Linked DNA regions of Mus musculus: regions 2, 3 and 4 are each linked to region 1. A link is a contact called in public HiChIP or PLAC-seq data. All regions are on one chromosome and are shown on one strand. The core of a region is the stretch at or near the end of the contact, and the rest is flanking DNA. Distances in the headings are between cores, read along the strand shown.

Region 1 (4,740 bases), core at 1,180-3,679:
AGTGGGAGGAGGAAGAGAGGGGAAATGACAAGACCCTACCCACATCCTTGTGCAACTAGTGCTGGGGCGTGAGTGAGCTTAAGGCGCCTGCCTCCTGCAGGCTTTCAGGCTGCAGCAAGCAAGCACACAGATAGAAACCAGGTGAACTGTGCTCCTAGCTCAGGCCCCAAAGCTCTGTGTGAGAGGGAACACCTGCCACCAAGGACTCAGCACGTGAGGACTTACCTTCTCCCAGCTTCAGTCAACCATCAGGAAGACTGATTTATTTTCAAGGTGCCCCGGGGTTGGTGACTGGGAAAGAAAGCAAAATGCCAATGCCCCAGTCTGGATTAGAACCCTTGTCCACCTAGTCCCTCGGAGTCATAGGATAAGGGAAAGTGGACAGTAGACAGGGGCCTTCCCAGATAGTCAGGGAAATGGCTTTAATTATAATATTTGTCCGAGAATGCACATTGTCCTATGGAGGGATGAGAAGGCTGCAGATTAGTGCCTGCGATGAGCCCCTTGCTCTAAAGGTGTGGGCACACACTCCAAGTCTGCTGCCACTGGATCTAAGGAGTTCTTTTACTTCTTGGCTACCTCAGTTTTCTACAATGGTAGGACTTGTCCTGTAACGTTGCCGAAAGGATTAAAGGAGGTAACGGAGGTGACATGCTTGTGCCTGGCTATAGTACGTCCTCAATAAACAGTTTTAAGAGACTGCATTTAACTTAACACGCACCGGTTGGAATCCTCTTACTTTTCAGAGTCCCCACAGCCTGCATAGGGTCGCCTTGTCTTAAGAAGACATCATTGCATATGGGTGACACACACCTGTAATCTCAGCACTCAGGAGGCTAAGGCAAAGGGATCGTGAGTTTGAAGCCAACTTGGGTTACACAGACTGTCTTTCCCCGGTGCTCACCAAATAGGGCTGCCTAGGTTTCTTGGCCCTGAAGTCCCAAGGACAAAAAACTGTGGAAGTCGTGCAAAAAAACACCAGAAACTGAACTGCCCACTGCCACAGAGAAAATGGACATGCGTGGGACCCTTGCAGCCACACTGGTAATGCCAACATGACATCACCCCTTGGGTACTTCCCAGAGTGAAAAGGAAGGCCAACATGATACTTTTGTGAGATTTGAGTCTTATATTTAGATCAACATTTCTCTCCTGTGACCCCCTCCCCCAACACCACTCTATTCTGAATGCCTGCCTCAAGCACACATCTCCAACAGTGAACTTAAGTTCGTGGGTAAACACAGGAGGGTGTCCATGGGTGTGAAAGAGAAATAAAGGACCCAGTCTTGTTGGGGTGACAGGCAGAGTGTGTGAAGGCCATAGGTGAGAGCGTCAGAGAGAAACAGGCAGGAGCCAGTATGGGCAGAGTTCTCTTTGGAGAAGAGGCAGGGTCCTACCCATAAGTGGCCTCTGCCAAGTGCCTACCTTGTGAGTGGTTTTTGTCTGAACACAGTGATGATTCAGTTGTTCTGAATCAAACAAATGGATTTCCCTTAAATATGAAAATCAATGAGAGGTAAAGACCAGGGCTGCAGATGGGGTCAGATGGAACGAGCCAGAAGGAGGCTGGGGGTGGGGGGTGGGGAGGGAGCAGATTGGTTGATGAAGGGTGGAGACCTACTCATGGCCACCATAATCTCCATAATGGAGAAGGTGGCTTGCAGGACTGCTGACCCCACTAAGGCAGGTCCCTTCTCTGTCCTCTGCTGCTGTGCACCAGCTCTGCCTCAGGGCAGTTTGTTATCAAGAGGATTAATGTCAGTGTGACAAACAGGGTTTTCAAAATCAGCCCAAGAAGTTTGTGCCCAGCCCATTGAGTCTCAGACCTGGCCTGAGATGAGAGCACTGGAAGCCCCAGAAAGCATAGGAAAAAAAAATTTTTTTCTGCCACAGCCTGATTGCTTTGTAGGGTGGGGTAGATCTTTTCTTCCTATGCTGAGCTCTGTAGGCCAGTGTTCAATTGTCCTGCCACTGGGGTCACCTGATGTGGGACTTTGGACATTTGAATAGAATGCACTCCCTGTGGCCTATAACAGGGCAGTCTTGACCTCCTTGCCTCTTTCAGGGTTCGTAGAGCCGTTTGCAGGGAACTGGGCAGGGATATGAAGACAGTATGTGGCTTCATTTTCCTCAGCAAGAAACATTGTTAGTGCTCTTGAGGTGGAGTCCAGGGACCTTCTGACTTCCTCCTCCAAAGCCAGTGGAAAAACACTGCGCCTGGCTGCAGAGGACATGATTCCCTCCATGCCCGGCTGGTGCCACTTACAGAAATACAGCACCTCAGTTTGCTCGTCAGTGAAAGTGGGTATCCCACCCAGGACACACTACCAAGGCTGTGGTATCAGTGAGATCATAGAAGAGGGTGTGGCTTAGACAGTGCCACTCAAACATAAGCAGAAGCACAGTAATCACACAGAAAGTACCCAGTCATACCCAGCCCTGCCCCACCCACACCAGGTCATGCTCAGCTCCCGGGCCCTGCACTGGGTCCCCCCAACCCTCCCAACCCCTCACTTCACTGTTTCTGGCCTCAGTGCTGCACAGTATATTTTTTGAGAAATAGAAGTCTGTCCAGGCATAACCCTGTCCTCTCTACTTGGTTCATCAGCCAGCAAGGGGCTTCTGCTCCAGCCAGAATGCTTTGCCCCTGCCCTGTCCTTGGCCACTCTGACCTCATGCTGCTGGCCCTGGGTCCTGCTTTTAACGCTGATTGCTGGAGTGAACGAGGGCCCGGGAGGAAGAGTCTGTGGGGAAAGCTGGCAGAGCGATGAACGTTTTACACGAGCCAGCGAGTCACTGCCTTATCGGGAAGATGAGCTGCTCCCTCTTACCAGGAAGTACGATGTGCGGAGAGCCAGTGTTTTTCCAAAGATGGCCTTTGAAGAGGAGTGTTCCTTTAAGGGCTGGGAAAGCAGGAGTGAGGCTGGTGGAGAGAAACTGGGCCCCTTTAAGATGCCTGGCTCTGGCAGGCTTTGCAGTCTTGGAGGTAATAAGAGTCTGGCCACCTATATGCACTTGCTGGGTGTCTATAGCTGCTTTAAGCACTCAATCTATACCAAGCCATATCATAACAAGCCTATATAATAAACATCAGTCGGGTTTTTTTGCCTTTTATCAAAAAGTCTTGGTTTCATTTTTTTAAAAATGTGTTTGTATGTGCAAGTGTGTGTGTGTTCAGTGTGTGTAGGAGGCATGAGTGCAAGAGAACAGCCCTAGGCATCATTCTCAGGAATGCTGTCCACTTCCTTCCAGACAGGATCTCTCACTGGGCTGGAGATCATCAATGGGGCCATATTGTCTGGCCAGAGTCCCGAGGCTCCGCCTGTCTCTGCCTCCCCAGCCCTGGGATCACATGCCCTCATATTTGATTCAGGAGATTGGCCTCAGGTCCCTTTGCTGGCGGAGTCATCCCCTGTGCCCCTCCACTGCCCCTCCCCCACACCCTAACGTTTCTTTAAAAAAAAAAAACAAAAAAAAAACTTTTTTGTTGTTATTTTTGTTTTTTGTTTTTCAAGACAGGGTTTCTCTGTGTAGCCCTGGCTGTCCAGGAACTCACTCTGTAGATCAGGCTGGCCTTGAACTCAGAAACCCGCCTGCCTCTGCATTCCAAGTGTTGGGATTAAAGGCGTGTGCTACCACTGCTTGGCTTCTGAAGTTTCTTTTTAAAAGGCAGGATCAGGATGGGGAGCTGGGGGGCTGGAAAGATGGCTCAGCGGTTAAGAGCACCAACTGCTCTTTTGGAGGTCCTGAGTTCAAATCCCAGCACCCACATGGTGGCTCACAACTATCAGTAATGAGATCTGATGCCCTCTTCTGGTTTGTCTGAAGACAGCTACAGTGTACTTACAGATAATAAATAAATAAATGTATATTTTTAAAAAAAGGGTGGGATGCTGCAGAGGTGGCTCAGCAGTTAAGAGAATTGGCTGCTTTTCTGAAGGGTACAGATTTGATTCCCAGCACCCACACGGAAGCTCACAAAAGCCTCTAACTCAGTTTCAGGCATCTGGCACCTTCCTCTAGCCTCTGTAGGCACTAAGTACAGAGTGGTGTATAGACATGCAGTCCCTGCTTGCTCCAGCCCAAAGATTTGTTATTATATGTAAGTACACTGTAGCTGTCTTCTGACAAACCAGAAGAGGGCATCAGATCTCATTATGGGTGGTTGTAAGCCACCATGTGGTTGCTGGGATTTGAACTCAGGACCTTCGGAAGAGCAGTCAGTGCTCTTACCCACTGAGCCATCTAGCCAGCCCCTAAGTGTCCTTTTTAAAGGATATTTATTTATTTATTTATTTATTTATTTATTTATTTATTTATTTATTTATTTATGTATTTCCTGTGTATGATCTCATCCATTGGTGTATGCATGTGCACAATGTATATATGGAAGTCAGAGGACAACTTGTAGGAATTGATTCTCTCTCTCTATCACTTGGATCCTGAGGATTGAATCCAGGTAGTCAGGTTTGCAGGCAAGTGCTTTTACGGGCTGATACCATAGATATCAGGCCCCATGACTATCATTTTTATTTCTATTTTGTAAGTGAAGAAAATGAGGTGTGTGTGGTGGGGCTGAGGTGGGGCTGTCTCGTGGTTTTTAAGTGCTAGGGCCAAAATGTAACCGCATGCCATCTGGCTCCTATAGTCAATTCCTGCAGGGGACTCTGCAAATAAGGAGGAACGCAGACTGTGGCAGCATAGGTGGTGGGGAGGGGCCCTGCCATAAACTAGCGTCAG
Region 2 (4,740 bases), core at 586-3,085, 260 kb after region 1:
AACGGGCAGGAACTGAGAAAGGAGACATCTTTCTCCAGACTGGAAACAGGACCCATGGGGACAGCATGCAATTCTCCCCAGAGAGGCTTATAGAGAACAAACAGCGATCTATTGGTACCCACAGCTCCAACCTTACCTCCATGTCGCTCCCCTATCTTAGGCTGTTCCCACATTTCCCCCCATCTGTCACTTTAAACAGCAAGACTCTCTCTATTCCAACTGTAAGTCCTATAGCACCCCCTGGTGGCATACCAGGAACAGCCTGTGATGGATGATAGTGTCCTAGGAAACCCAAGGCACCTCCTCCCAGCTTTGCCCACAGCCTCTGCCGTATCCTTCCTCTATTGTGGGGGGGTGGGGGGGGTCGTGATAATGCGGTCTGGTCTGGCAACTTTACACCAGCTTCAGAAAGCTCCTCCTTGATAGCAGAGAGCAGGTCCACACTGCCCGAAGCCTGCGCGGCCCCAGGATGAGGGATGGGGGTGAGCGGGCGTGGCATATGAGATTTAGAAGTAACAGTAGTACCTTGACAGAAAGGCAACTTTGATCCTCATGGAAACTCTAGAAAGATTCGCCTAGGACTTTCATTTTGCGATGAGGAACTGAGCGCAACAATGTTAACCAACTTGCCCAAGACAATGCGACCAGTTAGGACGGAGCCAGGATTAACCAAGGCATCCAGGGAGCCCTGAGCTAGAGGTGCCCGTAGAATGCATAGCCGCAAATCCAGAACTACCTTGGAGACGGAAGTCTATTCTGCCACTTACTCAGGCAAGGTCCTCTCTGAGCCTTATTTGTTCTCTGAGGGAATTAGACTACCCTGTCTCCATGACTGCCCTGAGATCAGGCCTAGATATAGACTTGGTAGGCTTAGGGACCAATTGCTGCCCCAGCTGTAGGCTGGTTGCAACCCCCACCCTCAATACCCACACAAGACTGAATGGGGTCCCAGGGTCTTAAGGAAAGCGAAACGACAGACTGTAGGTGAGTGCTCAGGGAAGCAGTCTTCTTGTTTCAGCTTCCCTCTTCCAGGAAGGTCCTCTAGCGTTTAGTTCCCTTGAAGCCTTGAAGCTGTAAGCTACCTTCAGAGCCTTTTCTCCCACCTGTGAAGCTACAGTTCCTTCTTGGTCACCAGAGGGCGCTCTTACCTACGGTCCCAAGGCTCTCCTCCAGGCTTGGCTCAGGACCCACTTTACTTCCTGTGTCTTATGGCCTCGTGGCCAGAACTGTCCTCCAAGGTGAAGACTGTCTCTGAGCCTCTTAATGGGACACGCAGCGGCTATTGTACCAAGTAGCATCTGAGGCTGCCTGGGGCATGCACACAAACTAACAAACTAACCAACAACAAACAAAAAACCTAAAACCTGAACAGCTGTGCGATTTCACCCCTTATTATTACCACTGAGTATTGATCTCACGCCTGTTTACCATTTTCCTGCCCCGTGTTGTCATCTCCTGAAGGCATGACTTTGTCACACAAAGGCTGCGAAGAGGTTGCTGCTGGGTGGTTCTCATGACCAATTCCAGCATGTCTTGGTGGCCACCAGATGCCTAGGAAGTGCCTGTTACAGGGCAGTAGGTAAGACCATGCCAGCTCTGGGCAGGAGGGCACATGCACAGGGAGACAGACATAAAACACTGGAGGAAGCCAGGCCCCGTCCCAGCACACCCACAGTGTCAGAAGTAGAGCCAGCAGGAAGGAACCATGTATAGGTTTAGTTCAGAGAAAACAACACAGATTGGGGTGGGAATTTGGCAACGTCTTAGGCGTTGTCTGTGGTCCTGGTGCTATAGAAGGGGGTTTCCATGGAGACAGGAGGCTCTGACTCACCTCCCAACATGATGGAATCTTCTGAGACCACAGCCGTTGACTAAGGATTGGGGCAGAAGGACAGGGTGGGTGGGTTGGCAGAGTGGGGACCTGCTGTATTTTTTTAAGGTCAATTATCCTTGTCTTCCAGCAAACTGAGGCTGGCTCCAAAGGATGCAAAACGCTTCCCATGGGTGCCTGTGTGGAGGTATGCTCTGCCTAGTGAGAGGCAGGAAGGGCTCTGTCTGTTTCTTCAAAGTGTTGTTTAAAGAAAGTTAGCATTCCCCTTAGTATGGAGCAGGAAGATGAACCGTGGTCCTCCACTACCTGTGAGCAGGCCTAAGGCTCCTGGCTTTTGCTTACATTAGGCCTCCTCCACAGCCAATAGGAAGAGTGATCTGGACACAGACTGGGAGAGTCCTCTTGACCCACATGTCCTACAAGGCTGTGCTCAGGTGTCACCTCCTTCAGGAAGCCTTCCTTGATTCCTTAATGTGAGTTAGATGTCCCATAGCTCTGCTGTGCTTATCTAAGCCACCACTGGCCCAATTGTCCTAAAGCTGCTTGGCCTCTGACCAGTGTGCCCTGAGGTTAGGGCCATCTAGGGTAGAGGCTAAAGTGCTCCCTTAACAACCAAATACAGTAAGTATTGTGTACCACTGCTCGAGGCAGTCTATAAAGTAAGAGGTCATTTGAGGGGCAGGCTTTGAGTCTGGGCAAACATCCACACGGCCAGAAGTGAGCCTGGCCTCTAAGTCTCCCTTAGTTTGTCAGAACTGTTGCCACCAGCATTTGCATGGATAGGGGAACACAGGGGGGCTGGGGGAGGCCCCAGTTCAACTCAAGAATACTCATCCTCAGCTCACAGTGGGATGGCAACACAGGGCCATCTCTAAGGGTCCCTAAGATTTAGTCTGAGGAGACTGGCCTGGCAAATGGCTGAGAAGTGCTTAGGTGATGGGTCTTTCAATATAACCCCCAGGTCAGATAAGAAGTTTTGGTATTTGGCGATTGACTTGCTCAAGGTGCCTTTTGTGTAACACTGAAAAGAGCTTCTAGGAGGCTGTCAGCGTTCATCCTTCAGAGACTGGTACCCTGCTGCTGAGAAGCCTGAATCCATCCTGCAGAAGCCCTCTTCTCTTTGATCCATGGTCCATGTAACCCCAAACACCAACATAGATCCACAGTAGGTTCAGTACCTGAGATCAGCTCTTCCACACTCATGGCCACTCTACAGCTACTCAGAAACTAACAGCATCCAGCCGACTGTGCGGTTTTGCATACCTTTGCAGTTCTGTGATGTGAATCTCAGTCCTGAACCATGCTAAGCAGACATTCCATCACTGCTCTGGACCCCGGCCCCTATATTTGATACCAGGTCTTGGTGCACAGCCTAGGCTAAGCTCAGATTTGCAGTCCTCCTGTAATTCTGGATGCGTGCCACCACAGCAGGCCAGCCACATGCTTTTTTCTAACAGCCATGACCAAAAGTCAGGGGTGGATGAGTTTAGGACTCTGAACAAAGCTAATGTCGAGGGGCCGTCTCGATGATGCAGTAGGGAGAGCTGCTTGCTAACAAGCCTGACAACCTGAGTTTGATCACTGGGACCCACATAGTAGAAGGAGAGAATCTACTCCCAGAAGTTGCTCTCTGACCTCAGTGGTAATGTTAGTCCAAGCACCCATAGTAACAGTACATGACAGCTCAAGGCCACTTGCACCCTGCACTCAACTTTCCTGTCACTGCACAATGAACTGCTAGGCCCCTTCTGGTTGAAAAGACACCTATAGGCAGTTGAAGAAGCCAAACAAGGGACCATTTGAAACCAGGACTGTGTCGCAGTACCCGATCCCTCTCTACCCATCGGAGACAACACCAACTTCTGTCTACCTGTGCCCCAGCTACACACCTCCATCCCAAGCAAGGGGTTTCTCGTGAACTTAATGGAAGATGCTGTTGGCATTTAGTCTAGGCTCCGCCCCACAGTTGCCTGGCAACAGCCAGGTGTGCCTGACTCACTAGGAAAGGTGCTACTTGCTCGCTCTCTCTCTCTCTCTCTCTCTCTCTCTCTCTCTCCCTCTGCCCCTCTCTCCTGACCTTCTCCCTTACCCTCTTCCCCCTCTCCAAGTACTCATGGCTGGCCTCTACTCCTCTATTCTCTCTCTGTCTCTCTCTGTCTCTGTCTCTGTCTCTCTCTCTGTCTCTCTCTCTCTCTCTCTCTCTCTCTCTCTCTCTCTCTCTCTGCCTTTATCTCAACTCCCCTCCCCATGCCCTGAGTAAACTTTATTGTATACTATACCGTTGTGTGGCTGGTCCCTCAGGGGGAAGGGATGCCTCAGCATGGGCCCGCAGAGGCACCCTCTTCCCCCACACCATACCACACCTCCATCAAACATATCCCAGGACTCTCTGTCTTTTTACAAAACACAACAGATGCATGCCTGGTTTACCTAGTACCACCCTGGGGGTGCATGGCAGCCCTGTCTCCGCTGAGACACTGGGAGTCTATCCAGGAAGGGATTAAAGCAAGGGGCAGCTGGAGTGCCCAGGGCAGAGAGCAGGTGCTGTACTTACAACCTAACTATAGGATAAATAGTTGGGATAATAGCTACCAAGGCTGGGCTGTTAGAGTTATAATTGTTAATGCCACTCCTACACTCAGCTGTGGGGGAAATAGTACTGCCAAAGTGATTATAGAGAACCTACTGTCTTTACAATACTAGCTTCCCATCCATTAACATAGCATATTCATTTTTCCATGCCTTATTTTTAAAGTAAAGTTTTATAATTTCTCCATGTGGGTTTTGTTTCATCTTTTATCCAATTGATTCCTTGGGCATTTCATGTATTTGCTGCTACCCAAAGTGGAAATATTTTTAAAGTGATATTTTCTAGTTGATCTCTGCTGGTTGTGGAAATACAAACTGTT
Region 3 (4,740 bases), core at 825-3,324, 200 kb before region 1:
GGCTTCATAGCAAAACCTTGTTTCAAGAAACAATCCAAGAATCAAACAAAAAGCTCTGTAAACCAGACAAACCCTGACAGAAAAGCAATGACTTCTTAGCTTTCAACTTTTTACCAGTCTGGAGCCCTTCTGACCTAAGCTGTCCACAAGTCCCAACAAGACTGCCAGGAGTGTTACTAGTTCCATTTGACTCAGGGACCAAGGGGTGGGGGAGGTGCCAGGCAAGAAAAGAAGCAAAGAGGCCTTAGTGTTGCCTGCACCTCACTCCGGTCCTCCAGTCTAGAAGCAGGTGACAGCTTGAAGCGGGATGGAATTCAAGCCTACTTACTTGTACCTCATGGAATGAATCATGTAAGATTGACAGGGACAAAAGCCCCTTTTAGTCAGAAACGCAAATCCTGCCACATAGACAGGTTGGAAGAAGTCATGTACAGTGCCGGTGCCCTGCACATGTTCTAGGTACACGTATGGCATCAGATAAGAGTCCTGGATATTAAATGGCTGTCATTCATCATAACCTGCCTCAGTTAGCGGAGTGAGTGGTAGGAGGAGCTGGTGGGACAGGATGTGGGCCCTCCATTCATACCCCTGGCTCAGGAATCCCTCACTAAGCGGCTCTGGCAGCCCCTCCAAGAGCTTGAGGCCAGGCTACTGGTGTGAACTGCTGATCTGGCAATAAACACCTAGACCCTGGGAGCTGCACTCTGAGGAGTGAGGCTTCCTACCACAAAACAAGCCAGCTGCCGGGCATTCCCTTTGCATCTCTCTCTCTCTCTCTCTCTCTCTCTCTCTCTCTCTCTCTCTCTCTCTCTCTCTCTCTCTCTCCCAGGATGTCCGTTTTCTCCTGTCTCCTTTCTGTCAAGAAGTCTCCCTCTCCCTCCCGTCCTCTCGCACAGTGCTTCCACACGCATGCATGGACAACATTACCAAGCTTCCTTGTTTAACCAAAAAATTTTGTATGTTGATTCCAAATACAGAGCTTGTGACTCATCCAAGCTTTTCTGCTAATAATTACCCTAATGCTGTCCACATTTAATTTACCAAAGAAAAACAAAATAAGGAACATTAAAAAAAAAATCAGCAAAATAGAAACAAATTCCAAATTCAAAACCTTTCACAAAAAAACCCTCAAGCCCGTCTGTGCAGACGTCACCATACTAAAGGCCAGGACAACTCCTGGGAGAGAGGAGGCTTGGGAAGGTAGGGTCTTGATTCAGTCAGGGGCAAGCAATGTGCCAGTCTGATGTATACCTAAAACAAGGCCATCCGAACCCTGGGGCTCACCATAACCACAATTACTGAAGTGTTTATTGCAAGTTAAACTATGTGTTTTCCATTTCAAAAACAACAGGGATAAACCAACCCACTACAAAGTACAACTGCTTCTCTCAGGAAGCCATTCCCTTGAGATGTCTCGGGAGACATTCAGAGAACAACCTTGGATGAAGAATGCCATTATAATACAAGTCAGATACAGGGATCACACAAAAATAGTTGGTGCCCTTTCTCTAAACACAGAAGGAGAAAAACAAATATCCCAGGCTATTGGAAGAGTTAGAAATGAGATAACAGATGAGGACACTTGGCACAACTCAGCCTGTGTAATCCCCACGAGGCTGACTTGGAAGCTTTGACCCCAGTGACCTGGGCTAGAGTTCTTCATCTCCAAAACTTCTGCAATCTCATTTAAATTCCATTAAATTTATCAAGGATATAAGCTGGCAGTGACCACAGAGATGGGGTTTGGGGGCACAGGATAATGATGATTTTCCTCCCGTTCTGTCCTCTCACAGGGGACTATAGCCCCAGCAGCCTCATGGGATGCTTCCGGTACTTTGTTACGGGGTAGTTTATGGATCCCTCAGCTGGCGGGCACCCTGATAGGATTATTCCAAGAGAAATGACAGAGGGAGGTAGGAGACTTAAGGACAGGCTTCCCTTTGTTGTTGAATTGCTTTTTCATCTAGATTCGACCGTCAAGATTTCCATTGTAGCAGAACGATCCACGTAAGTCTGAGATTGCTTTGTGGGAAGCTGCTGTTCTGTTCACTTAATCATCGGGCAGGCTGGGGTGTGACTCAACATTAGCCATTACTTATACCCAGCCAGTCGGGCTTAACCAACAGAACCTCTGTGTGGCTGGAGAAAGACTGCCGCGAGCCTATGGCTTTACCAAAATGTAAGATGGCCTGGTGGGAAACCAATTTAAATGATACAGAACTGAGAAGAGGGTACGAAGGAGCCTTAAAAGACCTGTGTATTGCACTACCCAGCACCCAGCATGCTAAAGCCTGGGTGATGGTTGCTCTAAATCCTGGAGTCCACGAAGCTGTTTAAGTACCCACTTGTTTATCTTTCTACTAGCTTGTATCAAATCAATTTTCTACTTCTCCACTCATTAATGCACCTTGGAAACCCAGTGATTGTGAAGGACTCACTGTGAAGACTATCCTTAATATGCTGCCTTTTTATAACCACCCATGGTACTAATTTCTGTTAAAAGAGCATGCATTTTTACATAATATAAAAATATATTTAGTAGGATGGCAAGATGTATGCTAATTGATGCAAATGTATTTTCTGTGATTATCACCAGGTATCATTATTAAAACGATAATTACTGTATGCTTGGCACTTAAGTTCGTCTGTCAAGCCCTCTGCTGGGTACTTAAATATACGTGCAGAGAGACATACAGGACATTAAAATTTTGTTTAACTTTCATATAGATCTTGAGATAAATATTTTATCCATAAGAGGACTGAAATGTAAGATTTCGTGTTTAAGGCTGCATGACTAGTAAGAAAAAAAAATACAAGCTTAATATAAAAATTGTCTGGTTCGTAACAGCACTTTAAATACTCCCAACATAAGACAGGTAACTGAAGTCAGGGGTGGCCACTGGGGGACATTCAGCGTCATTTCTGAGAGCATGAACAGGCAGCGTTCCACTGCCACTCCACCTATGCAGCTCTAGGGGCTACTTGCACAGAAACGTGGTCTCTGGGTCAAACTTTATTTGTATCTCCTCTGTCACTTCTCCACCGAACCTCAACAGTCACTCACTGCCAGATTTGTGGCATTCAGAATTGTGAAAAGGCAAGGAGGTTAGTTCCCAGACTTCAAGAAGCCTGCACACCAAAACACAATGCGCTTGAAGCAGTGGCATGTTCCTAGTAACAACAGGGCTTTAACAAAATGGGGTTGTAGGATATGCCACGTAACTTGACAGAACCCTTCCACAACTTCCAAGGAGAGATCAGTGTGCATTCTCAGACATCACATAAAATCTCAAAGCCCCACGCCTGCAGTGGATAGAAAACCAACTGTGCTCAGGTGTCAGCCGACACAGTCACCACTCCTGTATCTGGCAGGCAGGTCATTCTTTCTGTATAGAGAAATTACCAGGGTCCATAATCCTAGAGGCAACCTTCTGGAAAGGAAAGCTTTGCACAAGACTCCAGACACTACTCTCTTGTGTCAGGGGAGCAGGAAGGGCTGGATGCATCTTTCCACACGTGAGATCACAATATGGAGCTATCTGGCTGAGGTCGATGTTCTGTCTCCCAGGGGGAGGAGGAAGGTACAGGGCGAACCAGCAAGGGTCATTCCACACATGGATGCAATCGAGACCTTCCATGTTCACCACCAACTGGCTGGATCATCTGTATCTCTAGCCACTAAGATTAGGCCAGCCAGAAACACAAACGGTGCTTTGTTTCCACAGCCTGGTGTTTTAGCAGCTCAGTTAGGACTCAGAGTTGAAGTTGTCAACCAGCTGGTTCCCCAGGGTTTAGGCTTTGGGGTCAACTTGGCAGCCAATGTGTCCCTATTATAGGAAGTCCTGCCCTGGTAATTGCTCATTGGTCTTCTTGAGTCCAAGATAATACTTACTTTACAGTGATGCAAAATCAGGAGTTTTATTCAGATTGTGTGAGATGATTCTGTATCAGGAAATAGAGATCCATGGACTGGGGCTGTGGGATAGATCTATCCATGTCTACCTCCTACCGTATGAGGTCAACAAGAAACCCCATCCCCAGTGTAGAAGAAATTCTGCCAACAACCACAATTCAAGAGGAAATATAAAATTCTGGTGCCTCACTGGATGAAAATTAGCCCAAAATATTTTCCCAGATTAGTGGCAGATGTACCCATCAACTGGTTTTAGAGAACATCATTTGATAAATCCATTGAAGATTTGGTTTACGAGATAAACTACATAGCCAGGTATGATGGCACACACCATTAAGTCCCATCACTCAGGAGGCAGAGATAGGCAGATCTCTGTGCAGTTGAGGCTAGCCTGATCTACATAGCTCCAGGACAGCCAGAGCTATACAGTGAAACCCTGTCTCAAAAACAAAACAAAACAAGATGGGGGTAGGGGGGTGGGGAAGCAATTGGAATGTAAAGTGAATAAATGAATGAAACCAAATTAAACCAAATACACCAGATTAAAAAAAAGAGAGAAAAGAAAAGAAAAGAAATGAACTACAATGTGTGTGGATTTTGTATATCAAGACAATATCCAAAGTGGAACGCCTTCCCTTCAGAGATCTTGAGGAGGAGTCAAAATCTTGGCCCAAGAGTAAAGCCCCAGGTGCAGGCTGCTGAACAGGGAGAGCTTCCAGGGAGGAGCTTCCATGGCAAGCCTCCTTGTCAAAATGCTGACACTGTGGGCTCCTAAGAACCAGAAGCAAAGTGCTGCTGTTTTTATAGCAAGCATGTTTTAACAGACT
Region 4 (4,740 bases), core at 1,119-3,618, 170 kb before region 1:
GAGACAGAGGCACGGTGGTCCACAGTCTTCAGCTGGGATAGCAAAAGAGGAGGCAGAGAATGCAGCGACCACATCTAGCTGGGAAGAGGACCCAGCAGTATGGCTGTGTGCTTTCAGCCACGCCACTGCTCTGACAGCTCTGATGTCCCCGCGTTGGTAAGCCTGATCTCAAAAGCCCGTCTAACTAACTGCATGCCTGGGGGGCAGCACTGAAGAGCAGTGAGAGCAGTCTTCCAAAGAGAACTCAAGGCCTAATTCCAGTGTATCAGTCACCGAGTTAAAGTAACTTCACTTTGGCTTGGGTTTTGTGGGATACTCTGTAACCTCAGAACTTGGAGAGGGAGAAGGGATGATTATGAGTTTAAGGACACGTGGCTTATTTGGTAAAGTTCCCACTGCATGAGTGTGAGGACCTGGGTTTGAATTCCAAGCATCCATATAAAAGCCAAGCATGGCAGTATGCACCTATAACGCCAGCACTGGGTCTCAATGATGCTGGTCTAGCTCAATCTGTGAGCTCCAGGGTCAGTGAGAGAGAGACCTTGTGCATACGCTCTCTCTCTCTCTCTCTCTCTCTCTCTCTCTCTCTCTCTCTCTCTCTCTCTCTCTCTCACACACACACACACACACACACATACACACACACACACCGTATATGTACAAAGAGTTCTAAGGCAGACTGGGCCAGCATAACATAAAAAAAAAAGTGGGGGAGGGGAGTCTAGGGAGGTGGGTTGAAAGTTTAGAGCACTTGCCGCTCTTGCAGAGAGCCCAGTTTCAATTCCCAGCACCCACAGGGTGATTCACAACTGTGGTGGTCTGAGTGAGAATGACCCCTTAGGCTCATACATCTGAATGCTTAGTTCCCAGTTGGTGGAACTGTTTGAGAAGGATTAGAAGAGAGGTGTGGCCTGGTTGAAGGAGGAGTGGCACCGGGGCAAGCTTTGAGGCTTCAAAAGCCCATGCCATTCTCAGTTAGCTCTCTTGGCCATGTGCTTGTGGATCAAAATGTGAGTTCTCAGCTACTGTTCCAGTGCCCTGCTTGCCTGCCTGCCTGCCTGCCCGCCCACCCACCTTCCACCATGCTCCCTCTCTCATGATGGTCATGGGCTCTAACCCCCTGGCACCAGGATCCCCAAATTAAATGCTTTCTTTTGTAAGTTGTCATGGTCATTGCATTTGATCACAGCAATCAAAAGGTAACCAACACAGAAACTGTTTGTACTTCCAGTTCTAGAGAGTCTAACACCCCTCTGACCTCTGTGAGCATCAGGCATGCTTGGGGTATATTACATACATCATTAATACATACATACATGCAGGCAAAATATTCATAAAGTAAAATAAATACATCTTTAAAATGTTTCAAAAATAAAAGGAAGGAAGGGGAGAGAAGGGAAGGAGAAAGGGAGAAAGGAAAAGAAGTAACTTTGTTTTGATAATCTAACAACCTCTAAGACAGAAGCCGTTGGCCCAGTGAATTGAACATTAAAATGAAATTGAAATAAATACTTCAAGCTAACATCCCTGTATTCTTGGGCCCCATTAGGCAAAAATAATTTGGGTACCCCCCCGCCCCACTTTGGTTTTTCAAAACAGGGTTTTGTGTGTGTGTGTGTGTGTGTGTGTGTGTGTAGCCCTGGCTATTCCTGGAACTTGCTTTGTAGACTAGAATAGCCTCAAACTCAAAAGATTTGCTGCTTCTGCCTCCTAAATGATCGGATTAAAGGTGTGCATACTAGCCTGGCTAAAAATCTTTTAGAGTTGCTGTTTATTTTGAGTCAGAGTCTCACTGTATAGCCCTGGATCACCTGGAACTCACTATGTAGATCAGGTTGGCCTTGAACTCATAGAGATCTACCTACCTATGCCTCCCAGGCGATGGGACTTAATTTAATTTTTATAAACGCACAAACTAAGACTCAGAGAGGTTAAGTGACTTGCTTAGTACCACACAGCAAACTAGAGATGTTTAGTATTGAACTCCAGATCTTAGAGTAGCCCACTGTTCCTTCCCATGCAGAGAATGGGAATATACCAATATGCCAAGTGCATATGGATCTGCAGACCAGCACTGAAATTGTTTGGTGCTGTCCCAGAGAGGCAACAACCATTATCTACTTCAGCTTCATATCCTTTCATTTTTTTTTTGTAGACACAGAAAGTATCTACCTTAGCTTTTATTTATTTATTCATTTTTACTACATTATTATGGTTCCAATATGAAATGTTCCCATAGGCTCACGTGTTTGAACATTTGATCCCCCAACATCATTTGGAAGGTTGTGGAACCTTTAGGAGGAGGAGCCTTGCTGGAGGAAATGTGTCACTGGAGTGGACCTTGAGGTTTTATAGCTTGGCTCACTTCCTGTCTGCTCTCTGCTTCCTGACAGTGGATGTGGTTTGCTCTGTCACCTCATGGCCCTGTCACCCTGCCTCCCTGCTGTGATGAACTGTACCTCTTCAAACTGTGAGTGAAAGTAAAGGCCTCCTCCTTTAAGTGACTTCTCCTTAGATGTTTGACCACAGTGAAGAGAAATGTGCATGGGGATAGAACCCAGGTCCCCACTGGTGCTCCACCTCTGAGCTACATACATCCCTAGCCCTGCCTCCCTTTTAGCTCCTCCCCCATGCACACACCCTGCATATTCATTGGCCAATGGCAGAGCTGGTCCAGCTGCCCACCAGAGGGATGCCTAGAGACTAGCAGGGGTTGGGGGTGGGGAGAATAGAAGGCAAAGGCACCACAAGATCGTGGGCAGCTCTTCCCTGTCCAACCGCACTCAGCAAGCTCTCTTTGGGAAAACTGCAAACCCAGTGCCCATGCAGGGTTCTCCCCAGCAGAGCTGGATGGGCATCTTGGGGCCTGACAGTCATGTGTGAGCTAAGTAAGAGAGCAGTCAATGGGGTTCTCAGGGAGCAGAGGCGGGGTACTGTGCTCTGAGACTAGAGGTGTCTCTTTAAGACTTGAGCTCGGTGCCTCTGGGATAAAGAGCCAGTCTGGGAGAAGGCAGGGACCCACAGTTTATTTTATTTGACATTTTTCAACGCCAGGACACTTTAGAGCCAAAGAGGAAACGAATCCCATCTGTTGCTGAGCCCCCAAGAGAAGTTCAAGAGGACAGGCTAGGGAGAGAAAGGAGGGGAAGGGGGAGGAAGCAAAAAGCTGGAACATCTAGCCACACACGGTGCACGGACACCACCTGGAAGAGCCGGGGTATGGCAGAGTCTCCACACTCCCTCTGTGTTTACCCACAGCTCCATCAAGATGGAGTCTGCTGATGCTGCCTACTGCTCTCTGGCCCTCGGCGCAGGTTGTACTATGTCTGTCCAGCTAAGGATGTAGATGACACACCTCTGTGATATAAACAGCACACCCTGGAGTTGTGGGGGTTGGCAGGCTTGTGGATGCTTTGGCCTGCTACCTCCCATGAGTTAATACCACAGAGTTCACACACAGCCCACCCAGACTAGCCCTGACACAGACAGACATGGCTGACATAAGTCAGAACCACACCCGGGGGAGCGGAGATGGGGTGGGGTGAGGAGACTCTGACTTCCCTTCCCAGCACCTGAGTCTGCCTCTGGCCTAGACTCCCTCCCGTCTGTCTCTGGATGCTAAGGATGGGGAGGACAGATGGCCCGGAGACTTAACTTCATACTTAGATTAAATTCCAGTCCCCACTATTTTTAGAAAAACAAATTCCTTTTGTCTTTTCAAAGGGTAAAAATGTCCCAAGCTGTCCTCTCTGACAGTCTGCAGGGCTGTGGGTTGAATATCGCCCCGCAGGACTGCTTCTGCTGTCAAGTCGGCAATCAGTATAGGTGCCAGCTTTAAGAGGCTTGCTGACAGCTTGAGAACTTCCATGGGAGGGGAAGGGGCCACCAAAACAGGAGCAGTTGGGAAAACTGGCTCACTTTAGAAGGCACTGACATTAGGTGGGGATGTGTGTTCTCTTTCTTTTCTCTTTTCTTTCTTTATCTTTTTTTTTTTTTTGTCTATAGAGTAGCTGACCAATCACTCATTAACAACCTGCTGACATATTTAGATGTTCTCATCTATATATGAGATTTTAACACTCATCTCATTTTCCCCAGACAATAATATTTGAATTAATCAGCACGAGTGATTTTAAAGCTGAGTCCAGCTAAATATTAAGAACTTTGTCTTAAGAGCTAATACCATGGAAAAGGCAGCTGCTTCACAACTTTGGGAGAACGTTTTGGAAACTGTGGTTTCCTGGGGCGGCAGTACTACTCTGGGGTAGACTAGAGGCTTGGGATTTTATTTTCTTTTTAAAAATTAGCTGTAAAACTCTTAGAAGAAAACACAGGAGAATAACTATAGGACCTTGCATTTATCAGTGGTTTCTTGGATGTGATCCCCAAAGCACAGGCAATGAAGAGGAAAAAAAGAAAATCAGATACACTAGAGCTCTTCAAAGCAAAGCCTTCAGCGGGTGTAATGGTGTGTGCCTAGAGTTCCATCTGCTAAGGAGGCCAAGGAAAGAGGAGTGCTTAAGGCCAGGAATTCTAAAACATCCTTGAAAACAGTGAGACCCCACCCATCCGTTACACCATGCACACACGCACGCACACTCGGAACCAGGCATGGCGCTGTGAATCTGCAGTTCCAGTACCTGAGTAGCTGAGATATGAGGATCTTGAGTTTGAGGCCAGTCTGGGTTATTTAATAAGACCTTGGCACAAATTAAACAAAAACAAAACCACCTAAAGCCA

What was found. HiChIP or PLAC-seq counts read pairs in DNA pulled down with a chosen protein or histone mark.
Region 2: a contact with region 1 is called in a FOXA1 HiChIP or PLAC-seq map of pancreatic cancer cells. The contact joins two enhancer-like sites. A contact is called at or near these places in 1 of 484 Hi-C or Micro-C datasets (pro-B cells) and 1 of 115 datasets of contacts at active chromatin or transcription factors (pancreatic cancer cells).
Region 3: a contact with region 1 is called in an HNF4G HiChIP or PLAC-seq map of pancreatic cancer cells. The contact joins two enhancer-like sites. A contact is called at or near these places in 1 of 39 promoter capture datasets (frontonasal cranial neural crest), 1 of 15 datasets of contacts at CTCF or cohesin (embryonic stem cells), 7 of 484 Hi-C or Micro-C datasets (the C2C12 cell line, Sertoli cells, embryonic stem cells and 1 more), 21 of 115 datasets of contacts at active chromatin or transcription factors (bone marrow-derived macrophages, craniofacial prominence, embryonic basal ganglia and 10 more) and 3 of 9 other capture datasets (adipose tissue, liver and pancreatic islet).
Region 4: an H3K27ac HiChIP or PLAC-seq map of the HPC-7 cell line shows a contact between it and region 1, with 6 times the contacts expected there. The contact joins two enhancer-like sites. A contact is called at or near these places in 4 of 39 promoter capture datasets (frontonasal cranial neural crest, maxillary cranial neural crest, neural stem cells and 1 more), 1 of 15 datasets of contacts at CTCF or cohesin (embryonic stem cells), 3 of 484 Hi-C or Micro-C datasets (all in embryonic stem cells), 21 of 115 datasets of contacts at active chromatin or transcription factors (the HPC-7 cell line, cardiomyocytes, craniofacial prominence and 13 more) and 3 of 9 other capture datasets (adipose tissue, liver and pancreatic islet).

The regions. Positions count from the first base shown.
Region 1 is chr1:135,688,827-135,693,566 of GRCm38.p6, forward strand. Gm32835 (a long non-coding RNA gene) reads left to right here. Exons shown (of 2, transcript XR_387422.3): 1 at 1-1,044; 2 at 2,609-3,121. Among named protein-coding and RNA genes, the nearest start is that of Gm32835, 3.1 kb to the left of the region's middle. Within about 2 kb of position 2,430, at least 65 of the 459 cell types and tissues checked have an H3K27ac peak or open chromatin away from gene starts, as enhancers often do. A contact at or near this core is called in the C2C12 cell line, the HPC-7 cell line, adipose tissue and 1 more, where this site is marked.
Region 2 is chr1:135,944,741-135,949,480 of GRCm38.p6, forward strand. No RefSeq gene overlaps it. Among named protein-coding and RNA genes, the nearest start is that of Pkp1, 28 kb to the left of the region's middle. Within about 2 kb of position 1,836, at least 35 of the 459 cell types and tissues checked have an H3K27ac peak or open chromatin away from gene starts, as enhancers often do. A contact at or near this core is called in pancreatic cancer cells, where this site is marked.
Region 3 is chr1:135,490,542-135,495,281 of GRCm38.p6, forward strand. All of the region lies in intron 3 of Nav1 (neuron navigator 1), which reads right to left. Among named protein-coding and RNA genes, the nearest start is that of Gm32940, 19 kb to the right of the region's middle. Within about 2 kb of position 2,075, at least 52 of the 459 cell types and tissues checked have an H3K27ac peak or open chromatin away from gene starts, as enhancers often do. A contact at or near this core is called in the C2C12 cell line, adipose tissue and pancreatic cancer cells, where this site is marked.
Region 4 is chr1:135,520,888-135,525,627 of GRCm38.p6, forward strand. All of the region lies in intron 3 of Nav1 (neuron navigator 1), which reads right to left. It overlaps Gm32940 (a long non-coding RNA gene), which reads left to right. Exons shown (of 4, transcript XR_003948736.1): 3 at 1-156; 4 at 2,394-4,740. Among named protein-coding and RNA genes, the nearest start is that of Gm32940, 11 kb to the left of the region's middle. Within about 2 kb of position 2,369, at least 25 of the 459 cell types and tissues checked have an H3K27ac peak or open chromatin away from gene starts, as enhancers often do. A contact at or near this core is called in the HPC-7 cell line, where this site is marked.